Linked DNA regions of Mus musculus: all the other regions are linked to region 4. Evidence: chromatin contacts called from public HiCAR-type and promoter capture Hi-C data. All regions are on one chromosome and are shown on one strand. The core of a region is the stretch at or near the end of the contact, and the rest is flanking DNA. Distances in the headings are between cores, read along the strand shown. Region 1 holds the start of Zfp40 (zinc finger protein 40). Region 2 holds the start of Zfp945 (zinc finger protein 945). Region 3 holds the start of Cldn6 (claudin 6). Region 4 holds the start of Zfp760 (zinc finger protein 760). Region 5 holds the start of 6330415G19Rik (RIKEN cDNA 6330415G19 gene). Region 6 holds the start of Zscan10 (zinc finger and SCAN domain containing 10).

Region 1 (2,877 bases), core at 150-2,649, 1.5 Mb before region 4:
TAAAATTTTAGATGTTTGGCTGGTAATAGTGAAGGTCTGTGAGAGAAGGATGCAGATGGCTTTTCAGTGTCACTCCAATTTGCATAGTTATGAAAATAATTACCCAGCTTCCCAGTAAAGCTCTCCAGATTGAGTTGTTAATGTCTAAAATTTAAATTATTTCATATAAGTGTTGGATGCACAGTTTAAATTTCACTTCTGCCTTTAAACAGTGCTACTTGTGTATTTTCTTTTAATTCATCATTTCCTTTGACTGAGACATCCCGCTCCCGTACTTTGTCTTCAAGCCTGATATTCTGTCTCCTACCTGTTCTGAGTTATTATTAGACATTGCAGTTTTGATTTCTTGCTTCACTTCAGTTTGGACTTTTTCGATGTTTCTAGCTACTTATTGAATTCAATCTTCATATCTTAAGTCGTCCTCATTTCCATCAGCATTTGCTATCTGCCCCCTCCCCCCAACAAATCATTTTGTTCCTGTCTTTTTTTAGTTCATTTACATGCTCAACCTGCTTTGTTCTCCTTGAATTTGACTCTTGGTTTTTGAGCTATGTATCTTTAAGATACCACTTACAGTGTTTTCCTTAAAGGACACAGCTATAGTTTTTTTTTGTTTTGTTTTGTTTTGTTTTGGGTTTTTTGTTTGTTTGTTTGTTTGTTTGTTTGTCTGTTTTAGGTCAAGGGCATTTTAACCTTAGGTTTACTATAATGTTGGGAGCGGAACAAAAGTCAGAATTTAGGGTGTCGGCTGATTCCTTTTTGCTGTAGTCCAGAAGGCTAGTATCTCAAGATGAAAAGTTAGGCAGAATAACTTCTATCTGAAGACTTCAGAAGCCACGGTCTGGGTCAGACCTGGGTGCAGCGGACTAGATCCAGTTCTGGTCTAGCTGTCAGCAAGCCTGGTAGGTGGGTGGGTGGGACTGTGCTGAGCGTGTGCAGCGCAGCCTGACAGCTAGAGCTGTGTGACAGGCTGTCCAATACTGACTAGGAGGGACCTGCCTCCGCGGAGCGGGGATACTCGCCTGATCAGAAGGCGAGGAAGTTTTTAAAAACGAAAACAATCGGATAGACTTGGAAAAAAAGAAAGAAAGAAAGAAAGAAAGAAAGAAAGAAAGAAAGAAAGAAAGAAAGAAAGAAAGAAAGAAAGAAAGAAAGAAAGAAAGAAAGAAAGAAAGAAAGAAAGAAAGAAAGAAAGAAAGAAAGAAAGAAAGAAAGAAAGAAAGAAAGAAAGAAAGAGAAGAGCTTGGGAGGGGTGGGCTTACAAAAAAAAAAAAAAAAAAAAAAAAAACCCTCACGTAACCGGAACCAGCGTGTGGTGGGCGGAGCTAGGGCGGTGCTCCAAGGAGCCTGCACAGAGTGACAGAAAAATTCACCATTCACTGAGGGACCGGGGAAGCTGCGAGGTCCGGAATCCGGGGTGGAGGACACGGGCTTCTCTAGGAGGGCGTGAAAATTCCAGGCATCCACAGGTGCCGCGAGAGGAGTCCTGAGAAAGTCATTAGTCAACAGCGCTGTAGCTTGAGCCTCAGCCCGGCAGCCATAGAACGCCCAGGTCAGAGGAGCCGCGGGGCTGGGAAACGGGCGGGAGCAAGGGTGGAGGCTGCTCAAAGGAAGCCGCTCTCACAATTCTGTAGTAGATAATCTTTTAACCATGGATAGCCTACCATTGTCGGGAAGATTGAAATCATATGAACAGGGGTTTATCGTCATTTTTGCATTTATCTTATGCTGGCCAGAATATTTTCATAAAATAATCTGCTAGAGCATTTGCATCATCTGTTGTCTGCAAGCAGGCTTCTCATTGCTTTGTAATAGTTACAAAGCTGCTGGAATTTAAATTCATGCATGCTTTTTTCTAACTTCTGTGTTCTACTACTTGCCTATTTCAGAGATTGTCCTTTGCCCCTGGGACTAAGCACAGCAGAAAGCTTTGTAGATACTAGTCGCATGAAGAACCAGTGCAGATTTGATAGAATCAGAATATACACTGTGACAGAGCAAAACAGTGTAGCGGTTCCTCCATCTTGTTGTATTCCTGCTGAGACCGTTTCCAGGGTTAACTAAAAAATTATTTTCTTGATGGAGAATCCCATGAAAAAAACGACCCAACTCTATTCTAGGTCAGGATGTCCTAGCTAACCTACCATACTTAGCCATTGATTAAAGTTTTTGAGTAACCTCTTCCAGTCAACCTTAGATCCTAGCTGCTGGTGTGCTGGAACCTCCCATCAGGATGGCTAACCTCCTATTTTAGCTACTGTTAAAAACTGCTTGCTTCAAACTACTTACTCTGCAGAATGGCCCCAGCAGCTGCTATGCAAGATGCCTGGATGAGGTCCCTGCCCTTAAAACCCCTATGTTTTGGACATTCACAGAAACACTTAGGTCCCTGAACACTTGGGTGTGGTCTCAACCGGCTGGAATAAAGACTTTGAGTGGGCTATAAACTGTTTGAGTGGTCATCTCTGGCCAGCTACCCATAGCAGTACTTTATTAAATGCCAAAGTTACTGCTGTAAACATTAATGTTTACTAAGCAAATTTTACTCCCTGTTAATTTTCTGTCTTGAGATGTAAGCACTCTATAAATACAGTATTTGGAGTGTAAATACACAATTCAGAAATGTGTAATCATGATTTTATAGTCAGCAAACTCAGTTTAGATTAAAACTAAAATTAGAAAGCATCGTTTCAATAATTGTATTCGCTCACTGGAATCAGAGTAATGAATGACTCCTTGTTTCACAAAAAGCACTCTGCCCTTGCACATGTGGCCAAACTGTTGTCTGCTTTTTGTCACTGTTTGTTTTACTTTTTTATTTAAGGATCTGTTGATCTTCAAGGCTGTGAAGGTGGACTTGGTGCAGGAGGAATGTGA
Region 2 (3,245 bases), core at 577-3,076, 1.2 Mb before region 4:
TAAAACTCACCACAGTGTGAAACAGTTAGCCCTGTCATTTGAAAGGTGCCCATGGGCTCAGAACCCTGAGACTTCAGGACAGACCTTTAGCTCTAGGTTTGTGTTTCTGAGCTCCCACCTACTTGCAGAGCTAGGATGCCTTTTAACCTGTTATGATCATGACAGCAGAGTTTGAACCTCAAAACACACCAGAGAAATATGGTCCTCATTATAATCATGAAAAGTCTATTTCTTAGCTAGACTCTGTAAAGAGACTAGGATAATTCTAGAGTATCTTTTCCCCAGCCTATGCAGGCACATATAGGTGTACACAGAGAATTATAGAGAACAATCAGGAAAACATCTACAAACAAATTGTCCTTTTGGTAGTTTAAAAAAAATATCTGGGAGGATGCTAAACGGGCTATTTCTCTCTTCCTTCCTTCCTTCCTTCCTTCCTTCCTTCCTTCCTTCCTTCCTTCTTTCCTTCCTTCCTTCCTTTCCTTAAAGGACAAAAATTCCGTATGAAAATTCAGTGATAATGCAGAAAGATGAGGCTGTCAAATATGCAGAAAATAAGCAATGTATATGGGCACAATCATAAACAAGTCAGTTACATCATGCCATCTATAGCTCTGGGAATATTAAGGAAGAGGAAGGAGAAAGAAGTAAGGAGAAAAGATGAGATGGCCATAACATGTCATTCTCCAGATTCCATACAACTATTGTAGTCAGTGACTCAGAGCACCTGTATTTACCTGCACTGACCTCACTCAAGACTAACCCTAGCTACAATCAGTCTCCAAAGAGGAGAGGGTCACAGGACCCCACCCTGACTGTGGCAATAAGTCAGTTTTAGGAGAAGGGGAAATCACTGTGCTTAGTTGTGTCTCATCTGCTGAGACCAGCAGGTTCCAAAACATAGTTCCAAAACCAGTGTCTCACAGATGATCCTGATTAATCATGATGGGTCACAAAACAAAATGAATCGAAATGAATATGAGAAAGAGAGAGAGAGAGAGAGTGAGAGAGAGAGAGAGAGAGAAGGAGATTAGTTGGAAGTATGGGCCAGAATTGTAGGGAGTGGGGAATTACAGTGTGCACTACTTATTAAATTCAGTTTGCATATTCTATATTGTCACTACTTCCTTCAGGCATTTGCTATTGTTTTGTTGCCCACAACCATTTTGTTCCTATTTTGAGTTTATTAACATACTTTACAAACTTTGACCTTCTTGAACATGACTCTGGTTTTCAGTTCTGTATATTGGATATTTAAGCTCCTTTCCTTAGGGGATACAGATATGATTAGTGTTTAGAGGCAACAACGTTCAATTTTTGTTTTATTTTGTTTTGGGAAAAGGATCTGAGTGAGCATCAGAATTTACTCCTCTGTGTGTGTGTGTGTGTGTGTGTGTGTGTGTGTGCTGGTATTCCAAGGAGGGGAAGTTAGAATAACATATCTGATGGGATCAGAACCCATGTTGGAGGTCAGATACTGGGTGCATCATCCTATTTGATCCAATTCTGGTCAAGCCTGGCAACAAGTATAGGGGATGATGAGAGCAAAGAGCAAGTCCAGGTCTGGCAGCTGGAGCTGTGTGGCAGGCTGCCCAAAACTGAGTGGGAGGAGCTGTTCCTGATGGGTGGACACCCCTGTCTGAGCAGATGATTTAGGGGGGTGGGGGTGGGGCAAAACAAAACCAGCTGGGAAGTAAAGTAAATTAAAGTAAAACAGGCCTATAGTAAGCGGGTTTAAAGGAATCGCATAACCGGAAGTGGGCTATGTTGGGCGGGTACAGGAGGAGCTTCTCTAAGAAAACAAGCGTGAGTGACAGGAAATTCCACCTTTCCCTGAAGAACTCAGGGAGCCGCACGGTCTGGAAGTGGGGTTGGAAGAACCCGGCCGTGTATTAGGGTACCCGAAAACTTCCTTAAGACTCAGGTGCCTCTGGGAGCATTTTGGAAGCGTCAGCAGCCCGGCAGCGGGAACCTCCCAGGTCAGAGGGGCTGGGGGGCTGGGAAAAGGGTGGGAGCGGAGAAGCAGGGGTGTGTTTTCCTCCGCGGCTCTTAAGGACGCCGCTTTCATAATTCTGCCATGGTTATCTTAGCGTTGTCGGGAAGTTTGAGATCCTATGAACTGGGGGTTTATCGTGATGTTTTCGTTTATCTTATGGTTGCCAGAATATTTTCCGAAAATAATCTCGTAGAGCATTTGCAGAATCTGCAGTTCGCACGCAGAGCTCTCTTTGCTCCAGCAGTTACAAAGCTCCTCGAATTCAAATTCACTCATGCTTTCTTAACACCCCTGTTCCACCATTTCCTATTCAAGAGAGTGGCCATTGGCCCGGAGAATGGGCATCCTCGGAGAGTTTTGCAGATATTAGTCATCTGAAGAACCAGTTGAGATTTGATTGAGTCAGAAAATATACATGACTAAGCACCATAGTTAGAGCTGTGAACTTTAAATATTACTGGGCAAAGCTTTACTCCCCGTTTTGCTTTGGTTTTGGTTTTGGTTTCCATCTTAGATGTGCACACTCTGTGATGTAAATACTGCAGTCAGAAATGTGTCTTTATATGTTGAGTTACAACTGAAAACTGAGGACGTGACTGCTCTAAGGTATGGTTGAGGAGAAAATTTATTGTAAGTTATGTTAATCCTGAGATTTGCCTGAGACAAATCAGTACCACCATTTGGGCAAGTATTATTAAATATTAAATACTGACCAAGCTATGGACTTTGGCCTCATGCTACAGGAGTTTATAAAGACAAACCTGCATACATTCCCATGAGAGTTTGTTACTTTTCCAAGAACTACAACTCCCAGCATTTTAGGAAGTTATTTGGTTCTTGGGTAGGTAGTGCTTACATGTTAATTTTGGGCTTCACAGTATGAGAGAACAGAGGTATCTGGAAGGGTCCAAACTTAACCTGGCCGTGACTTGGGGGGTTGAAAGGGGGAGTTAGGGAATAGGAGGCTCCCAAGAGAGGAAACAGGTGCCAAGGAAACAGTTATCCAAAGATGTCCACTATGATATATTAATAGGCACCTCAGTTAGCCATTTTTCCTAAGCTCCTTTGATATCTAACAAGGCCAGACCAGCATGCATGCTGTGGAAGGGCAATGTCAAGCCACCTTATTGTTATAGATAGAAAACTCACTCTAAATTAAATAAAATTAGAAAGCCCTTTTTGAATAATTATGATTGCTCACTTACATCAGAAACGTGTCTCCTTAGTTCAAGAAAAGCACATGTGGCCA
Region 3 (3,107 bases), core at 418-2,917, 2.0 Mb before region 4:
AGATAAAAGGAGAGTCATGTTAAAGAGCAGCATGTCTGGACATCCCACCTCGACAGCTGATACCAGCACCAAGCACCTTGACAGTTGGCTGCTATGTCCTGTAGTGTGGATTAGATACACTTCCTGGGTCAGTCAAGAGCAAAATAAGCATTTACTTCTTTCCTAGACTGTGACAGGTGGAGAATGAAATCCTGTTGATTTTCATGCAAGGGACAGGAAATAAGACATACCTGAAGCACAGGACAGCCCATAGCGACAGTTGTGTCTAGATTTTAGTTTAGTTTTGTTTTTTATATCTTAGCTGAGAAAGGGTCTTATGTAGCCCAGGCTGGCTGGCCATAAATTCCCTGCATAGCTGATGCTGGCTGTGAACTCCTGAACCTTCTGTGTCCACTCCCTGAATTCGGGGACTGCAGGGTTTACCACCAGAGGGGTAAGGCAGGGCTTCGGCTTTTTGCACGCCAGGCAAGCGGTCTAGGAGCTGAGTCACATCCTTAGGTACATTTTATCAGAACAAAGACAATGACATGTCGGGAGTATAATTTTGGATTGGTCGGGCTCTCGATACAAGTTTCAGGCCCACCCTTATCCCGTGAGCACTCAGAGGAGACCTGAAGCTTCCTCCTGCCACCCAAGCAAGGTTCAAATGGAAACCCCCAGCTCTGTTTCAGGTGGGTATAATTCCTTGAAATCTCGCCCTCCCTATGTTCCAAGGTCTGCTCCTCCCAATCCCTGGAAGTTGCTGGAAGCCCTGCCAGTCCGGGTCCAGCCCACCCTATAGGGTGAGAGAGATAAGGAAAAACAAGCCCTTTTGCCACAAAACAGATTTTCCTAGGCTACCAGCTCTTTCTTGACCCACCTCCACCTCTAAGGGTCAAGGTGCGGGCCTCGAGGCTGGGAGCATCCTTTTGAGTTTTAGACCAAAGGCCGTGCTACCTTTCTTTCCCCTCTCCACACAGCTTTAAGGAGCTAAAATTCAAGATCCCAGTGCCTTTTGTGACAGGCACCTGTGTCCTTCATTTTGCTCTTCATGATGTTGATACGAAGGGAATCAGTTCTGCTTGGCGCCCTGCTGTGGCTCTTCATAACCCTCGGTTCTACAAGTCCACCTTGCCCCTAAGAATGGCATAGGCCCCTTTCGACTCCTCTCACTTGCAGGCTCACGCTGGGGACCATTCTCTCCCTCTCATCTCTGTCCCTCTCTACTTACCGAGTGCTCGGTCAGCTTTGTCTGCGGACGTCCAGTCCGGTTCGGCCACCCCTGATATCCGAGCCTAGGAGTGCGAGACCAGGAGGGGCTTAATGGCGGCGCCCGCAGCTGGGTCCGCGCCTGCAGGTGAGGGGGAAGGGAGTCCCGCCCCAAAGTGGCCAAGCAGGTGGAGGAGGGGCGTCACAGGTTTCGGTGCCTTTGTCCCAGGGGAGGGGGAGGGGTGTTTAACTTTTCTGGGGCCGAGGGGACCCGAGCGCTTCTCCCGACGCAACCCTCTCCTGCCTAGGTGGCCACCGCAGGTGGCCGCCACCAGGATCAAAGCTCCAGCATTTAACTCACGCCCGCACGCACTCTGCCACATCCCCTGCCTGCGTATTTTCACACCCGCAATTTACACACATACCCCAGGCTCACCTGCAAAAGAGACTGCTAAGATTTCCAGGTCGAAAGTAGGAATGAGGGCGGAGGCAAGGGGTCTTAAAGTCTCAATGACGTCACTGGACCACCTCTCTTTGGGAGGAGCAGAGACCCCTGCGGCGATAGCCACCTGCGTGCGTTTCCCAAAGTTCCCTTAGTTGGTGGCCACTCCAAGGGCGGAACCTGCTGAGTTCAGTAACCTGGGCTATGACTTGAGACTTTACTCAACTTTCCCCAGTCCCAGTTTCTCGCTTTGCGAATGAAGACAGGTCTGTATGTTACCTAAGGATACATTACTTTTGTGACTCTTTTTTGTGACTCTTTGGGGGGCAGGGACGGCGGGGGGACGACGACGACGACGACGACACCCTGTCACACTGCATACCTATGATCAGAGTTTGTTCTCTTCTTCTACTCTGTGGGCCCCAGGGATCGAACTCAGATTGCCAGGCTTGGCAGCAGGCAATCTTACCCACTGAATCATCTCGTGCTCTTCCCGAGGCCCTTAAGAAAGCAATATATAGCCGGGCAATGGTGGCTCACGCCTTTAATCCCAGCAGTTGGGAGGCAGAGGCAGGCGGATTTCTGAGTTAGAGGCTAGCCTGGTCTTCAGAGAGAGTTCCAGGACAGCCAGGGCTATACAGAGAGACTCGTTTTGGAGAAAAAAAAAGAAAGAAAGAAAGAAAGAAAGAAAGAAAGAAAAGAAAGAAAGCAACAGAAAGCAACATATATGGCCAGGCGTGGTGACACATGCCTTTAATACCAGGGCTGGGAAGGGAGAGGCAAGCGGATCTCTGTGAGTTTGAGGCCAGCCTGGTCTACAACGTGAGTTCCAGGACAGTCAGGGCACAGTGAAACCTTGTCACAAAACAAAACACAGAGCCAGGCGTGGTGGCGAATGCCTTTAATCCCAGCACTCGGAGGCAGAGGCAGGTGGATTTCTGAGTTCGAGGCCAGCCTGGTCTACAAAGTGAGTTTCAGGACAGTCAGGGCTATACAGAGAAACCCAGTCTCGAAAAACCAAAACCAAAACCAAACCAAACAAACAAAACAAAACACCAAGACAAAAAAACAAAACAAAAACCCAACCAACCAACCAACCAACCAACCAAAAAAAGCAGCACGTGGGTCTGGAAAGATGGCTCATGGGTTAGCCTTTCTGCTCTTCCAGGTGCTCTTTTTTTTTTTTTTTTTTTTTTTGCTCCCAGCTTATAACCACTTGAAATTCGATTGCCAGGAGATCCGTTGCCCTTCTCTGGACTCCAGAGACACTCAAACATATGTGTCACACACACACAAATAAAAGGTATCTTTCAAAAAAGAAAGTAGCATTTCTATATATGCTTGCAGTACTGTTTACTGATACCGGAGAATGCCAACATCAAGATCAGCCTAAGCTATGCAGCTAAAAAACTAAACCAAACCAAAGAAAATCGGTGTGGTGGTTCCTGCCTACAATCCTAGCACTTGAGAGGCTGAG
Region 4 (2,869 bases), core at 107-2,606:
TTACATAGGGTCAGCATGCTGAAAATATTCAGGGAGCATTTTGAGTTTCCATAACTTGAATCCTACTTCTAATCATAGCTCAATCAAAACTCAAGGGAAAAAAATGAATCTGTATTACTGGAGTGATATTATAAACTACTGAGTATCTAGTTTCATCATGGAACAAAAACGAAAGAAGCCTTACACATCCCAAAATAACAAACATGAAGAACAGATGAAATTTCATGAAAACTTTGTCTTTTTCTCTGAGGCTTTCACTTTCTTCTGTGAGATGTGAGGCTCATCTCATTCACACACAGCTCACACACATGCAGAGTAATTTCCCCAGGAACCCCGAGGAGCAAGGAAAAGTGCAAGAGACTATTGTTACTCACAGAAACAGGACTGCTGCAATTCTGCAATATTCAATCTCAGTACAAAACCCTATGAGTGAGGTCCAGGCATTTCCTCTTCTTCCTGAGAGAAGTTCACCGCATGTCAACAACCCTGAAATTACAAAGCAACAGTTTGCCCTTTGTCCATTGTCAGAGTGTTTCTTGCATCAGAAAAGATACTTTCTAACTTTGTCCCATTACATACTGTTTTCTAATGTAAACAGTGTGGCCTGTTATCCTCACTCTCAACATGCATACTGTACTTCTCTGGACTCCTGAGGTGTGCCTTAAAACCTCAGCATAAGAACACATATTTGTTATATTCACATCAGCGTGTATGCATCTCAAATGCAAAATGAGTGATGAGTAAAACCTTTATTTAAGAATTGTTAAAATTTACAAACATAACTGTGTAGCTTAGCAAAAAAAAAAAAAAAAAAAAATCCACAAACTGATCAAAATCTGCAGTTACTCCTTATGGGGCTGGTAGTTAACAAGCTCTCTGGGACCTTAAAGTCTCCATGTCAAATTCCTCTCTCTTGAATACGAAACGGGTAGACCAAGGGCGTTAGAAAATGCCAACAGTTTTAGTTTTTGCATAACAGCAAAAAGAATAGTGTTTTCAATGGTCAAAACATAAACTCAATTAGTCTAAGGGATACAGTCTTGAGAATATTCTGGAAACCACGGATAAATGGTAAAATCAGCATGTGTCCCATTTCATATGTTCTCAAACTTATCTTCAAGGGTATTACCCTTCACCAGAATTGTGAAAACGGTATCCTTATGAGCAGCAGAAAACTGAACATGCCCCTGGTCCAGTTCCTACCTGTTTACTACAGCTCTTCTGACCTGGGAGATGCTAGGATCGCCGGGCTGCGGTTCCCGCCACTGTGGTGCGGACCGGCGAGTCTCCCAGACCGTTCTACGAGGCTCCAGTGGCTGCAGGAAGTTTTCACATCTACTTGAAACTCTGGCCAGTGTCGGCCGTCCAGCCCTTAAACAAAGATTTCCTCTCAGAGAATGGAGGGTTTTCCGGCCCCTCCCTCCTGCGGCCACTGGAGCCGCCTTTGGGTCCGCCTATTATAGATAGGTTCCGGTTACGTAGGTTCTCTGACCCAGCCCACTGGTTCAAATCCCTTGTCCAATTGAGTTTTCCAGGCCTTCCATGCGGGCTTTAGTTTTCTCTTCGCTCTATTTTTCTAGACCAGTTTTCCCGCCCCGTGGAGACCGGTCCCTCCCACTCCGTCTCAGGCTGCCTTCCACACAGCTCCAGACGCCAGGCTGCTCTGCACATTCTCTGCGCAGCCTCACCATGAGCACTGCCATCCTTGACCAGAACTGGATCTAGTAGGACACTGCACCCCAGAACCTGCCCCACACTCTTGATTCGGAACCTTTCAGATGCAAGATAGTCTCGACTTGACTAGCAGCCTGTGGGCTACATACATCAAACAATAGCAGGTTAAATTCAGAGGCCAGAGTCCGATCCCCAACGGACACACACAAAATGGCAAGCCAAAACCTGAAACTCAAAACTCAGATCCAATTGGCACTGTCTCCCAAGTGCTGGGATTAAAGTTCTATACCACCATGTCCAGATATTTATGTTTATATTATTTATACTGGTGTGATTTGTAAGTATAGACCGGATAAATGCTCTGGCACATTATTTAGAAGGGTATTTTTTTCTTTAGTATGAATTTTCTGAAGTGTTGTTAGAGTTGAGCACCGAGTAAGATTTGTGACATTCTTTACAGATGTAAGGTCTCTTTAATCTGAACTCTCTGATGTCTTCTAAGACTTGTATGCTAGATAAAGGGTATATCACAATCATTGCTTTATTACGTTTTTTTCTCCAGTATGAATTTTCTGATGTGCTCGAAGAGTTGAACCCTTTGCAAAATATCTGTCACACACCTTACATCTGTGAGGTCTCTCTCCAGTATGAACTCTCTGATGTCGTCTAAGATGTGAGTCCTGGATAAAGGATTTGTCACATACCTCACATTTGTAAGGCTTCTCACCAGTAGGGATTCTGGAAAGTGTTTTAAGATGTGATAACTCAAGAAAGTACTTACCACATTCTTTGTGTTTGCATAATTTCTCTAGAGAATGAGTTTCCTGATGCCTTCTATATGAGGCATAGTGAATAAAGGATTTGTCACACTCTTTACAGTTATAAGGCTTCTCTCCTGTATGCAATTTCTGATGGCTTTTAAGTGCTGACAACTGAGGAAATGACTTTCCACATGCATTGCATTTGTAAAGCTTCTCCCCAGTATGACTTCTTTGATGTGTTTTAAGGCTTGAGCACTGGTTAAAGGATTTGTCACATACATCACATTTATAAGGCTTTTCACCAGTATGGATTCTGTAATGCCTTTTAAGATGAGATAATTCAATACAGGATTTACTACATTCTTTGCATTTGTATAATTTCTCTAGAGAATGAGTTTTCTAGTTCTACCAGAAGATCCAGCAATACCACTCCT
Region 5 (3,110 bases), core at 40-2,539, 1.8 Mb before region 4:
AAGGGCTCGGACTTTGTCCAGACACTGGTGGAGGTCATCAGAGCCAACCCTGGAAGAGATCTCCTTGAGCTGCTGACTGAGGTGTGAGGAACGGGGTTAGGAGGGGAGAAAGAGGGGCTGGATCTGTGGGAGTGTTCTCATTACCTTCCACTTAACCCAGGGAAAGGAGAAGCAAGGAGAAGGCTCTCTCTCTCTCTCTCTCTCTCTCTCTCCCTCCCTCCCTCCCTCCCTCCCTCCCTCCCTCCCTCCCTCCCTCCCTCCCTCCCTCTTGCCCTCACATCAAGAGATGCTCAAATACAGGGCACATTGGTCAGACAAACTCAGCAGCAGCTATTACATACACTAAATAAAGTTCAGGAGAGGAGGACACCAGAAGCCATTGGGAGGAGGGGACTGAGGTGGGGGGTATACTGGGAAGTAGAAGGAGCCAGCAGGGGGTGCAGGAAGGGAGGTGCCACTGGGTTGTTACAGAATAGGGTCAGTTCATTTGTACAGTTTTGCAGGCTAATAGGGAGGTCCTCTTCTTGTGTTGAGGTCAGGGTGGGCAATGCTGGTCTGGCTGATTATATGATTATATATATGGGGTGGGGAGCCTTTCCCTTTGGGTGGGGGACTTTTTGGTTGAGAGCAAGGAGCTCATGTAAAACTGCTGGGTTAGTATTAGGCTCAAAGATGATTAGGTAGCACTTGAAATTTTAGGCTTACAGAACAACAGACACAAGAGTCGGTCATTGAGGAGCATGCCTGTAGCTGGGAGGTAGTGGCAGGACCAGAGACTGAGACCAGCCTAGGATTCATAGACTATTTCAGAAAGTATCGACCTCTCCGCAAAAACCCCTCCAGCAGACAATGACTGCAGTGGGTGTGATGGACTGAGCCCCTCAGGGCCTAGCTGAGTGTCAACAGGGTCAACAGGCGGGTGTGTGAGCTGGACGTCCTGGGGCCAGACAGTGATGAGCTGTGCAAAGCCTGCCTGGAGATCCGCAGCTTGCTCAGGCGCCGGCTCTGTTTATAGGACGAGCAACCTCACCACTTCCCCTACATCCCCTCTTCACACCCTGTCATCGATGCAGCAGTTTGGGCGTGGGAGCTCACATAGCGCCAATAAATATGTATGTGTTCATGATCGGCGTGCTCCGGAAAATGTATGCTCTTTCTGAAATACGTGAGATAATGGGGAAAGTTACCTGGTAGTAGATAGGGGATCGACTGTGCTCTCGGGAACCAGAGGTTGAATCGGGTCTGTGCTTCCTGTCTGGGACTACGGAACCTCACAAGGCTGACCTGGATATGCTGGGAGAGGCTTAGGGAGAAAGAAGTTCTGGGAAGGATCATCTCCGGAACTATAACTCTCGCCTCGCTGAGTCCCTGATGCGGGCGGTCTCAATCTCCACATGGCGCTGGGGCCATGGAGTTGCCAGAGAGGCGAGCCAGCACGGGTCTGGAGACTGGAAAAGACAATTGTGGATACTTCAGTGACGTGATAGGGCAAGTTCATGTGGGTTGTCCCTGGTCTTGAGTTGAGGGCCAGCCAATGGAGGAGATCTGAAAGACGAGCCTCTAGGATCCGGAAGGGCTTCTGCTGACTGACTGCTCAGGAGTCTGATTATATCGGTTCAAACTTGTGGAGGCTCCTTTGAGACTGTCACTAAATAGATTGGCTCAATAGGTAGGATTTTTCTTTGGTTTAAGCATGCGCAGTAGGCGCTTGAATAAGTCTTATGGAGAGAGCTAAGGCCTGAGTCAGTGTAGGGCCGCGTGGCCTAATGGATAAGGCGTCTGATTCCGGATCAGAAGATTGGGGGTTCGAGTCCCTTCGTGGTCGCTGCGTGCATTTGCTTTTTAAAAACCTACCTTAAAATTTCCCATTCTCAAATTTGCTTTTCAAACTCTTGTCTGGTACCCCGGAAGGAAGACCAGCATGTTTGTATTAAGTAGGTGAAGTTATTATCTCAAGACAGACTACGAGCAGCTCGAATTAGTGCCAAGGAAAGGAACCGAATAGATGCTAGATTGGATTGCTTACGTGGTGGGTGGGAGGTGTCCCAAGGGAACGTTAAAGACATTTGATTAAAATAAAAAACTCAGTAGGCTATCTGGGTGAATGCAATTGTCACTGAACTGAACACTTGAAAATAACTAAAGCAGTAAATTCGGTTTATATGTCCACAGCTTTAAAATCCATGAAACAGTAAGAAAATTAGATTTCTTACAATGTCCAGGCACACCTGTAATGCCGGTATTTAGGAGGCGGAGGCAGGGGAATTAAAAGCCACTGGGCTACATGAGATCCTGTCTCAACAACAACAGAGGCGTCTCCTTACAGGTCCAGTGTAAATATAAATTTTTAAATAGCAAGAATATGTCCCAGATTGAGTTGACATTTAACCTGGTGTGTGTGTGTGGGATATCTCTATTTAAGGGATTCGGTCTAAGTGGAACCGTTGTCATCCCTACAACTCCCAGGAGAACCACAGAATGGGAGGGCGGGGTACCAGCTCACGTGACAGAGCCTTGTGCAGAATAATTTTCTCTTTAATGTTACAGTGGCTTAATAAAGCTTGCAAATATGTTATATCAGACACACACATGAGATAAAGGAGAGTCAAAAGGACACGAGGATAACGCAACTGGGCCGGAACCCACAAGCCTCAAGCCAAAACTCGACCTCAGGTTCTTCCGACTGTGCTGTTTAGTTGTTGCTGTTGTTGTTTAATTTACTTTAATTTTTTTGAGGGGGGTGGGTATCAAGTAAAATATATAGGCCAGTTGTATACTCTATAAAGAGAAAGCATGAAGACCTGTCCCTACCAAGTAACATTTGGTTGAAGAGACGGTGGAAGACTGGACAGAGACCCGGCACAGTTATCCTGGACAGGGAACCGGCACTGCAAAGCACATACATTATCGTGCCGGCTCCAGTTTCCTGCATCCTGCATCACAAACACGTTTTCCATCATACTGGTCGTCCGGGTTCAAAGGGCTCATTCAGTATTGGAATCTTGGATATCTTGCACCATAGAAAGACGCGTACCTGTTCTGTAAACCAGTGAGCAAAATAAAAGCAGCGATGTACGTGTTTCAGTCGCCTCCTTACAAGTGCGTCCTCC
Region 6 (3,065 bases), core at 140-2,639, 1.9 Mb before region 4:
CTGGCTTGGGCAACTTAGTGAGATTCTTTCTCAAAAATAAAAACACAAAGAGGGGTTGGAGTAGTATCTTCAGGGCCTGTGCCCAGCCAGCACATCGAGCCCTAATTTCTGGCTCACACACACAGGAAACAGCATTGCATTTCGCTGTCTGAAGAAGCATATGAAATATGATATGGAGGCGCTCCAGGCTCAGAGCGTGGCTGCTTTTCCGGAGCTCATGAGACTTCAAGTCCCAGAACTCACATGGCAACTCCCAACTGTTGGTGGGACCCAGTTCCCTCTTATAGTGCGCAGATGCACATTCATACAAACCCTCTGTATATAAAATAAATAAACCTTAAAAAAATAAAAACAATTAGAGAGTGAAGTCACTCTGGCCACTCTGCAGCAGATGCTCGTGAGTTCCAAGCGTTTAGCAGCCCAGTCAGTTGCCTGCTGCTCACTTCATCCCGCCCGGACTCACTTGCTAGATCAACCTATTAATCCTACAGGTTCAGAGAGTCCAAGGTGATTTACTCACAGCTTCACCCGGTGCTGCAATACTGCTTGCTAAAGTGGAAATGGGGTTCCGAACCCACTATTTGCGTCCTACCCCATGAAATTTTGCCAGTATTAGCTTGGAGTATGACAGCATAGATAAGAAAGAGAGAATTCTAGATTCTGGTCAAAGGCCCGCCTAACCACACAGCAGCTGGAATTTCTAGGTGAGGACTTGCCAGAGGTTTCCAAGAGATGGAATTCAGGCAAGTAGGCCTTAGAAAGCCTGTCCCTCCCCCAGGTCTCCAGGACAAAAGGCCTATTAATATGCACCTCTGTAGGGGGTTGGCTGGGTGTGGGGCGAGAAAGCTCTTTAGTGAAATCTGGCCGGTCTAAATTTGTATGTAGGTACTGCTATAAAATCCACCTACACACTAGGGAGCTAGAGTGGTCCTCTGCAAGAAATAACCCCCTTTCTCTGCTAGCAGTCTAACTTGCTCAACTCTGTTAACTTGTTTTTTTTTTTTTTTTTTTTTTTTTTTTTAAGGCAGAGATCCCCTTCTGGTGCTAGGAACGCATGGCATCGTCACTTCTGGGACCCTCCCTCATGTCTCCAAGGCCACAAATGCATCATGCTGTGTGGCCTTGGAGTCTCCAGCACGAGTTACCCGCTCATTATAACCAAGACTTTTCTAGCTCTCAGCCTACCAGTAGGTCCCCCGAAACACCCTTCACTCTCCACAGTGCTGTAAGCCTACACCCCAGCCCTCCAACTCACCACTCCAGGTACCGACGCCTGAGGCCGAGATGTTTGGGGATCCTTGGGAGAATTCAGGGTAAGAGGCAGCGTAGCCTAGTTTGGGAAAGGAATCCCGGGAAATGGAACAGGAAGTTCCCTGCCTGACCCATCCCTTTCAGGTAAGGGGATAAAGGGGCTTCCAGGAATTAACCCTTCACCTCCCAGTCTGGGTGGGGTAAGGAAGAGGGAGGAGCCAGAAACAAACCAAGGGAAAAGTGATGACTCCAGATTCTAACTTTGCCAAGCTTCTGTAAGAGTTAAGTTACTCTAAGCCAGAGCTTCTCCATCTACGCGGAGACAGACTGATGCCCTTTTGGGGCCAAGAGCTTCTGTTTTACGTGCTTGCTGTGTGTAGGCCTCTTTGCTTGGCTTTTCATTCATACAACAAATATTTATCTACATGTTTATTAAACAGCAGGCTCTAAGGACATGGAGCTAAACTGAGGAATGAGGCCCTGCCCCAGGTGGATTTGGGGTGTGGGGGTTGCATTCCAAGGAACAGATGAGACTGCAGTTGTAAGAAAATAAAATAGGTCAATTAGAGTGGAAAACACCTTTAATTCCAGCACTCAGGAGGCAGAGGCAGGTGGATCTCTTATTAGTTCAAGACCAGCCTGGTCTACATATTGAGTTACAGGTTATAGTTACGTGGTGAGACCTTGTCTCAAAGTAGAAAAGGAGGGGGACAGAAGGCAGGTGTGATGGTTTACACCTGCAGTGCTATCTTTTCCAGGTTCAGCTAAGGCTGGAAGAGTGCCCTGAATTCCAGATGGGCTTGGTGTAACAGAGTGAACTTGTCTCAAAAACTCAAAACCAAAGGGATACATCTCAGTTGGTAGAATGCTTTCCTGCCAAGCAGGAAGCACACATCATAAAATTGGGCATGATCGTGCACACTTGTAATCTCTGCATCTGGGAAATGGAGGCAGGCCTCTTTCAGCTAATATGAAGTCTGAAGTCACTGGGCTACATGAAATCCCGCCTCAAAACAAACAAACAAAAACCTGGGCCACTGACTTCCACAAGTAGTCCTCTGACTTCCACATGTGCCCCCACCCAACCTATAAATAAGTAAATAAATAAATGTAGTGAGAAAAAAATTAAAACATACACCGACAAGAAGATGTGATAAAGATGAGTGTTCCTCAGTCCATATAGCTTTTAAAAGTCTCCCCCACCAGAATCCTGCTAGTGGCTTTGTCCTACTAACAGCGCCCTCCGCCTCGCCCCGCCTCTCAGGAGAAGTTACCTCCACAAACCCTTTGGAGCCCACTTTAAAGTCAAACTCTCCCCTTTGCATTGATGGGCTTTCTTAGTTACATGCTCCCAAATACAGAGGAGGATTCCTTCCGGGAATCAGTGGTGCTATCTGGAGTGTCCACCCCGTTCTAGAGTGCACTACATCACTCGCGGGGTCAAGGAAACTCGGCGCTGGTCGCCCCCAAAGCCCTGATGTCTCAGACTGTCGTGACTAGGCCCAGCCTTGCTCTGGCTGCTCCTAAGTTTCCCTGCTAGGGTCAGCATCCAGCTTATTTTTAACTGTGTGGGGTGGATCTCACTGGACCACCCAGTAGGCACCAGTTTTCTTACTGCGCTCTATGTCCTCAGCACAGAGCCCAACGCCTAGCACGCAGGACACAGGAAAAGGCTGAGCGACAGCTTGACTTAGGCACCGCCCTCAAGAGATTTCCAGTTTTTCAATGGCAGAGCACCTCAACTTCCTGCTGCGGACTCCTCCCACAATCCTGCAACTTTGATTCCTCTCTAGAAGCCCCAACCCAAGAGAGGT

What was found. Promoter capture Hi-C pulls out the DNA fragments that hold promoters and counts their contacts. HiCAR-type assays count read pairs that join an accessible place to other places. Capture Hi-C pulls out chosen DNA fragments and counts their contacts.
Region 1: a promoter capture Hi-C map of liver shows a contact between it and region 4, with 5 times the contacts expected there. The contact joins the promoter of Zfp40 here to the promoter of Zfp760 in region 4. A contact is called at or near these places in 6 of 39 promoter capture datasets (the 3T3-L1 cell line, cranial neural crest, hippocampal neurons and 3 more), 2 of 115 datasets of contacts at active chromatin or transcription factors (astrocytes and pancreatic cancer cells) and 2 of 9 other capture datasets (adipose tissue and liver).
Region 2: a HiCAR-type map of astrocytes shows a contact between it and region 4, with 3 times the contacts expected there. The contact joins the promoter of Zfp945 here to the promoter of Zfp760 in region 4. A contact is called at or near these places in 4 of 39 promoter capture datasets (cranial neural crest, hippocampal neurons and liver), 1 of 115 datasets of contacts at active chromatin or transcription factors (astrocytes) and 2 of 9 other capture datasets (adipose tissue and macrophages).
Region 3: a promoter capture Hi-C map of liver shows a contact between it and region 4, with 3 times the contacts expected there. The contact joins the promoter of Cldn6 here to the promoter of Zfp760 in region 4. A contact is called at or near these places in 5 of 39 promoter capture datasets (the 3T3-L1 cell line, cranial neural crest, frontonasal cranial neural crest and 2 more), 2 of 115 datasets of contacts at active chromatin or transcription factors (astrocytes and vascular smooth muscle cells) and 1 of 9 other capture datasets (liver).
Region 5: a contact with region 4 is called in a promoter capture Hi-C map of the HPC-7 cell line. The contact joins the promoter of 6330415G19Rik here to the promoter of Zfp760 in region 4. A contact is called at or near these places in 11 of 39 promoter capture datasets (the 3T3-L1 cell line, the HPC-7 cell line, HPC-7-derived erythroid cells and 7 more), 1 of 484 Hi-C or Micro-C datasets (cerebellum), 4 of 115 datasets of contacts at active chromatin or transcription factors (the NIH/3T3 cell line, astrocytes, large pre-B cells and 1 more) and 1 of 9 other capture datasets (liver).
Region 6: a contact with region 4 is called in a promoter capture Hi-C map of the HPC-7 cell line, with 9 times the contacts expected there. The contact joins the promoter of Zscan10 here to the promoter of Zfp760 in region 4. A contact is called at or near these places in 8 of 39 promoter capture datasets (the 3T3-L1 cell line, the HPC-7 cell line, cranial neural crest and 4 more) and 1 of 115 datasets of contacts at active chromatin or transcription factors (pancreatic cancer cells).

The regions. Positions count from the first base shown.
Region 1 is chr17:23,191,750-23,194,626 of GRCm38.p6, reverse strand. Zfp40 (zinc finger protein 40) reads left to right here and starts at 1,399. Exons shown (of 6, transcript NM_009555.2): 1 at 1,399-1,552; 2 at 2,825-2,877.
Region 2 is chr17:22,865,715-22,868,959 of GRCm38.p6, reverse strand. It overlaps Zfp945 (zinc finger protein 945), which reads left to right and starts at 1,826. Exons shown (of 5, transcript NM_001110254.1): 1 at 1,826-1,979.
Region 3 is chr17:23,677,925-23,681,031 of GRCm38.p6, reverse strand. Cldn6 (claudin 6) reads right to left here and starts at 1,667. Exons shown (of 3, transcript NM_018777.4): 1 at 1,625-1,667; 2 at 1,211-1,274.
Region 4 is chr17:21,706,228-21,709,096 of GRCm38.p6, reverse strand. It overlaps Zfp760 (zinc finger protein 760), which reads right to left and starts at 1,356. Exons shown (of 6, transcript NM_001008501.2): 1 at 1,204-1,356; 2 at 375-486.
Region 5 is chr17:23,548,978-23,552,087 of GRCm38.p6, reverse strand. It overlaps 6330415G19Rik (RIKEN cDNA 6330415G19 gene), which reads right to left and starts at 1,289. Exons shown (of 2, transcript NR_126484.1): 1 at 1,188-1,289. n-TRccg2 (a tRNA gene) reads left to right here and starts at 1,753; the gene lies at 1,753-1,825. It also overlaps the pseudogene Casp16.
Region 6 is chr17:23,599,150-23,602,214 of GRCm38.p6, reverse strand. Zscan10 (zinc finger and SCAN domain containing 10) reads right to left here and starts at 1,389. Exons shown (of 7, transcript NM_001289481.1): 1 at 1,256-1,389. It also overlaps a transcript of Zfp13 not described here.